Regions from separate parts of the Gossypium hirsutum genome. Here region 1 is linked to region 2. The links are chromatin contacts, called in public Hi-C maps. All regions are on one chromosome and are shown on one strand. The core of a region is the stretch at or near the end of the contact, and the rest is flanking DNA. Distances in the headings are between cores, read along the strand shown.

Region 1 (3,588 bases), core at 429-2,928, 770 kb after region 2:
TTAGATAATTACGTTTATTTTCTTTAAATTAAGATTTTTTTAACTTCATGAATTATTTATTTATTTTATTATTTTCCATATGTAATTATTTTATTGAGTTATTTAAATAATAAATTATATCTTATTAAAAATATTTCACATTTGAAATTTCACATCATCCTGTTAATTTTTTTAACCGTACTTTTAACAAATATGTTAAAAAAACAAATTGAAAAAAGAAAGGTTAATGGTAAAAATATGCTCAAAAATACAATTAAAACTATTTTGACAAAATATATAAATATTAGTGGCCAAATTTATTATTATATATATTTTTATATAAAAAGTCGAAGTGTTAATAAACAAGTATTCATTACCAGAAAAAGGTTTTTTTTTCTTGGAATGAGGAAAAAAAGGTATCTTTCAATCATTAATATATGATTTTCAATTACGCCATGTAATGGAATTATTAGTTTAAATATAATTTTTATATTATTAAAACAATAAACTGAATACAAATTAAATTTATTTTAGTTTTTTATTTTTTAAAGGTTTAAGAGTGTAAAAAGTCTTCAAAATTTTTAAAAAATGTAATTAAGCTTTTTTTCACTCAATTAAGCACTTGATCTTTCAAAATGCATCAAAAAGGCCTTCAAACTTCTTCAAAAAAAAATTAAACCACTTAATTAAGTACTTGAATTTTCAAAATGCATAAAAAAGACACTGAAAAGTTTTCTTTTCAATAAAGTAATTAAGCTCTTGCTCTCATTAAAAATTAAAATTTTTTTTATAAAAATCGTAAAAAAATTAAAAATTGTAAAATTTTATAAATATCATAAAAAATATAAAATGCATCAAAAAATCCCTTTAACAATTAACTTTAACTGTTGATTGTTAAAGTCAACGATCCCTAGTTTTTTTCAATTAAAGTCATCACACAGCGTGACATGTGGCGAAAAATGATAAAAAAATAAAAATCAATAAAAGTTATAGAAAAATTATAAAATGTATCTTTTGGTATGATAGTTTATATAGTTTTCTTACGACTTTATAAAATTTTGTATTTCTATATATTTTTTATAATTTTTATGATATTTATAAAATTTTACAATTTTTTTTATATTTTTACGATTTTTATATTTTTTTTCTAATTTTTAATATTTAAAATTTTTATTAAAATTTAATAATATTTATAGTTTTTATTGATATTAATTTTTTATAATTTTTTTTCTAATTTTTAATAAAAGCAGGGGCTTAATTATTTTTTTGAAAAAAATTGAGGGTCTTTTTGATGCATTTTGAAAGTTCAAGTACCCAATTGGGAGAAAAAATAAGGACTGAATTGATTTTTTTGAAAAGATTTGAGAGCTTTTTTGATGCATTTTAAAAGTTCAAGTACTCAAATGAGTGTAAAAAAAAAGGGACTTAATTACTTTTTCTGAAAAAATTTGAGGACTTTTTGCACAATTAAATCCTTTTTTAAAATCATCTGATTATCCATGGTCTTGTGATATTTACACGTAGAAGTGAAGAAATACAAGCTGTCATCCATGTTGGATTCCTGTAACTAAGATTGATAAAGCTACGCGTCTGTGACGATCAATTTACTCTCCACCGTAGATTGAGTAATGGTAACTCGAAACCGCCTTGATTAGGCCGTCAGTCACGAAAACAAGCCTCACAGTGTGGTAATATCATCGTTATGAGGCATGTTAGGTTCTGGTGTCTACTTTCCACTCCCTAAATTGAAGGGAAAACAAAGGCAAACGAACCCCCACCAAATAACACAGATCGTCAAAGCTTGTCTGAATGGAAAGTATTTGCAATTGAACTGCCCCAAAACGAAAATCAACAAGGTTATTTGCTCTTAAATTTTCCTTTCCAATTTATTTATTTTCATGTTTCTTAATTTTTCTACCTTCCTTTTTCTTTTGGATTAATTTGGGCATCTGATTGTCGGTGAATTTTTTTTTATGTTCATTCAAGAAGTTTTACTAGCTTGATTGATTTTTTTGGGTAAGTTTTGTTTTTGGAAATTTGATTTATTTAAAAAAAAGCCCTTTAAATTGGTCTTTTTTCCTGCATTTTCCCTGTCTCTGGATTTCTCAGGTCAATGCTTTTTCTTCTCAAATTAAATAAAAGATTTTTTTTAAAAAAAGTTAAAGGGATTGGATAATATGTGTAAAGTTAGCTTTGATTTACTATAAATATGATTTTTTTTGTTTAAATCTTATATTAAAGTTGAGCCTTTCCTTTTATTGCCAATTGGTTTTAGGCTGAATGCTTAATTATATATATTGCTTTATCATTTCAAGATATAGTTCCATTTTATATTGTTTCAACTGGTTGTGGCACTTAGTTATGGCTTTTTAGTATATTAATTGTTGTTAGTGATTTATGTAGAATGCATGATTTTAGTGGGTTCTACTTGTTTTTTCCCCCCCTCTTTTTTTACCTCTCTTTGTTTGTTGGATGGAACCTTTTATTTTAAATTCTTTTAGTATTTGTTATTGTAAAATTTACATTATGAGAAATGATTTCCCTTTGTGCGAATTCATCGTGTCTTTCATTGTTTAATCGATAATTTAGTGCATGTTAGTGAAGTGTCTTTGTTGTGCTTTTATTTCTCCGCTTAAACTTAACTATTTTGCTTAATTTCGAATTTCTTTATTGTTTATGCTTAAAGACCATGTTTGGTAAGCAAGAAAGTGGGAGGAAAGTTGGTAGCATTATATGGATCTTATTGATGCGGCTGATACTAACAATAGTATATAGTCGTAAATTTTATCGCGTTGCATTTGGTGTACATATGATTAAATGCAACTTTTTAGGGTAGAACCCATGGAACTAAGGGGTATCAAATACACCATCCTATCTCATGAGATAAAAGGTACTTCTTTCGTTTCAATATGATCGTGTCATCTGGTCTTACATATTGCATTTCCCTCTTGGAGAATGCCAATGTTGTATGTTCTTATTCTCTCTTTGTTTTTATGTTGTAAACCAAGTGGGTTTTTGAAATGTTAATAATATACATGTCCCATCAGGTATGTGAAGAAGCAGCAAGAGCTTTGGTGATTCAATTGGATGGAGTCTTGCAACTGTATCGAGCCACAATGGCCTCCGGATGACCTGTTGATGAAATATCAATATATTTCTGATTTCTTCATTGCACTTGCTTATTTCTCGATCCCCTTAGAGCTTATATACTTCGTCAAAAAATCTGCTGTCTTTCCATATAGATGGGTCCTCGTGCAGTTTGGTGCTTTTATAGTACTTTGTGGTGCAACTCATCTTATTAACTTGTGGACTTTTACGGTGCATTCAAGAACCGTGGCATCAGTAATGACTACTGCAAAAGTTTTGACTGCTGCTGTATCGTGCATAACTGCCTTGATGCTTGTACATATCATTCCTGATCTATTGAGTGTAAAAACTAGGGAGTTGTTTTTGAAGAATAAGGCTGCCGAGCTTGATAGAGAAATGGGTTTGATTCGTACCCAAGAAGAAACAGGTCGACATGTTCGGATGCTTACACATGAGATCCGAAGCACTTTGGATAGACATACAATACTAAAAACTACTCTTGTTGAATTGGGTCGGACTTTG
Region 2 (3,352 bases), core at 307-2,806:
CTAAACTTTAAAAAAATAATAAATCAGTCACCCGTAACCATTTTCCATTACGTCTGTAACGGAAAGCTGACTTGTCATCCCAAGGTGTAAACGACTCCAATTTAAGAACCTTAGCTGGGTTGGGCAGAAGAAGAATAAGAGAAGAAAAGGATATGTCGGCCGTGATTCTGTCTCTGTAGCTTTAGCCGTCCATTGCAGCAACCACTGTTTATGATTGTCAGTAAGCCTAGAAACTTTCTAAGTTTGACAACAACATTCCTTTTGAACTTGTAAACCCCAAAGTCACCTTAGATTTTTCAAAATCAACACCGAAACCTCTAGATCTAAGCCTGAATCCTACGGTTTCTAGCACTTTAACCACTACATTCTCATATAAAACATTTCAAGTTTCCTTTTCAATTGTTGTTTTGGGGTGTTTTTAGTAGTTGCCGACTTATGACGCATTTCCTCTCCTTTTCTTATTCCCTCTTTAGTTCCAAATCTTAATAGCTGAATAGAATCTACTTCAGCTTGGTGTATGCCATTGCTCACCTTTTCATTTGCTTTTCTCTATTGTTTTCTTATTCTTTTTTTGTTCATTTCATGGGGGCTTTTGGTTTTGACCAACCAAGATAGAAGCCTCTTTCTTGACCATGTTGTTTGCTTATAGGATTCCTTTTTAGGATTATTTTATCATCTCTTTTGATTGGCTCTTTTAATTAAGGTATTATTGCTATAATATGTATTACTAACTTTACTATGAGTTGTTTTGGGGCTTCCCATTTAAGTATGGGAAAGGGAAAAGGGTTTTACTTGAGATTTGTCGCTCTATTGTTTATATTCACTTTTTCTTGTATGTATAATTGTATTACCAATGACAATTGGTTCATTGGATTTCAAATTCAAAATTCTCTGCTAAAAAAATCATTTCAACTACAATCTTAGATCTTAGATTTCAAGTTTCCAACTTCCTTTAAGAAAATCTCTCTTTATTCCCCTCCCCCAAATTGAAACCCTTCAGCTCCTCATGTCTAACGTGACAAATTAACTGGCCATGTCACTTGTTCCGTTAGGCCTACAATAGAAAATGTTACTGGGTGACTAATTTGTTACTTTTTGATAACGTTAGTAACTGGTTTGTTATTTTTTTAAAATTTAGTGGTTGAGTTGTAACTTTTCAAAGTTCAATGACTGTTTTGTTATTTTAATCTAAGTTGAGTAATTGTCAATATACTTTACCCTACTTTAAACACAATTTACCACAAGTCATCCAACAACAAGGTATTAATATTTATTTGGGTTGTTGCACTGATGTCTGTGAGCACAAGTTGTTATCATCCTTTTTGGATGTCGACCGACTTCTTCTCAACGATTTGTGATTCAAAAATGCACTTAAGTTATATATAGGAGTTACTTTTTATCCTTTGATCTAGTTTAAGGTCTTGGGTACGAACATGGGGAGCTGCACTTTTAAGTGACAAAATCTTGAATGATTAATGGACGCTTAAAGAAGATAATACCGGTTTATGGACACGTGGGTACGAATCATAGCACAAGAAAATTAGTGTACCATGATTGTAAATAGAACTCCTATATGGGGTGATCTTAGGTTCTAAACAAAGGAAGTGCACCTTTAGGTGATAAATCTTTGAAGAGTTGGTGGGCATCTATAGAAGATAATATCGAACCTTACCAATTGACACGTCATTACACTATTTATGAAATATTACGAAAGAAAATCAAACTTTAAGTGCTTTAATTAAATTATTCACACAAATTTTAAAAACTTGTTAATTGATAAACAAAAAGAAACCAAATCTCCAGACGTACTGAATCATATATTTCTTCCCTAAATCACTAACCCTGTTAATAAATGATTTCCAAATTCTCAACTTTTGATTGCCGAGGAACCTCCGGTTGAAGCAACTTGGTGCACTGCATGCAGAATCAAAAGCACTCCCACAATCACTTAGAAGGCATACACTACAGAAAAACGTTAAATACCATGTTACCCGGACTCTTAATTGCTATATTTCAATATGAGTATGAAAGTATGCTAAACGCTTGGAAAAAGAATAAACATACTCATATTGAATGCTCGCTCTCAAGTCCAAAGAACACGGCTTGACATACAAATCAGATGTATGAGCATTCGATGTCGCATCCATGTGGAAGCAAAGATATAAAATTCACAAGGACAAAAATCCGTTTACACTCACCTGAGATGTCTTGAGTTCTAGTTCATCCCATTCTGACGAGGGATTGCTGCCTTCTACTATCCCAGCTCCGGCGTATATCAATGCTCCGGAATCCTATCAACTTAAACTGTCAAATATTTTGGTGGCAGCATAAAAGCTTTCTTACAACAATTTAAAATGATTAAATTGAGTCACTACAAGTATAATAAGGTGATAATCTAGCTGGAGGTCATTGAAAAAGGAAAGCATTGATGTGGAATAGTATGAAGCTTTGATGATACTTCAATGCTCACTCAAAAGTCAAGCATGCTTTAGTAGAGGTCATTATTTAATTAGCTCACCATTTCCACTAATGCTGACCTTATACCAACTGCAAACTCACTTTCTCCTCCTCCAAACCAACCAACTGGTCCAGCATACATCCCTCGGTCAAACATTTCTGAAGGCAGAAAAGTTTAAGAAATGAGTATAGCAGCCATCAAACGGTTTTGTTCTGTAAGAGAATGGTAATTGGCAGTCTAAGTTTTTAGACAGATCATTTTCCATAGATCACTAAACAATGAACATATGGAGCACAAGATGTCAAGCTGTCAAACTTAAGGAGGAATTCAACATTTCTTTAGAACCGAGTTTTCAATTTCCTTAGATATCCGTGTCCAGTTTATATATTCAAATAGAGATGCAAGGTTAGAAATCTCCAAATATTTGAAAAAACTTTTAAAAGTCGAGTATATCTGTGTCGAAGACATACTCCTATCCCACGCTTATCCTAAGTAACATGGCTGTAGAAGAACAAACAAAAACAGTATATATAATCTGTAAGGATACCACATACCAGTTTCTGAAATGAAGAGGCGTGCAGCTTCTTTTGGAAGTCCACAAACTGCTGGAGTTGGGTGGAGAGAAGACAAGATTTCAAACTGCACAGGAACGTAGGAACACAAAATATATCACAACAGCAAAGCTATAGAGAAAACTACCGCCCAGATCTTTGACAAATTAGTAGTCTATGTATTGAGACTACTACAGCTAACTACTCATTCTAGAATCAACAACAGTTAAGAGTATGGAACTTTAATAAAACAGTTTATTCAGACTGACATATTAGATCATGCAACAAAAATTTATTAGAGCTCTGATGGAGTTCTCGTTATTTGACATATGAAACTTATAAT

What was found. A called contact is a pair of places that touch in the nucleus more often than the background predicts.
Region 1: a Hi-C map of callus shows a contact between it and region 2, with 2.4 times the contacts expected there. The contact joins the promoter of LOC107903992 here to the enhancer-like site in region 2. A contact is called at or near these places in 2 of 34 Hi-C or Micro-C datasets (callus and leaf).

Annotation. Positions count from the first base shown.
Region 1 is chrD05:53,994,450-53,998,037 of Gossypium_hirsutum_v2.1, forward strand. LOC107903992 (ethylene receptor) reads left to right here and starts at 1,679. Exons shown (of 7, transcript XM_016830236.2): 1 at 1,679-1,835; 2 at 3,027-3,588. The coding sequence starts at 3,067.
Region 2 is chrD05:53,222,750-53,226,101 of Gossypium_hirsutum_v2.1, forward strand. It overlaps LOC121216750 (isochorismate synthase 2, chloroplastic), which reads right to left. Exons shown (of 14, transcript XM_041092149.1): 11 at 3,013-3,097; 12 at 2,519-2,616; 13 at 2,199-2,291; 14 at 1,714-1,962. The coding sequence ends at 1,945. Among protein-coding and RNA genes, the nearest start is that of LOC121216749, 3.0 kb to the left of the region's middle. Within about 2 kb of position 1,557, at least 2 of the 9 cell types and tissues checked have an H3K27ac peak or open chromatin away from gene starts, as enhancers often do.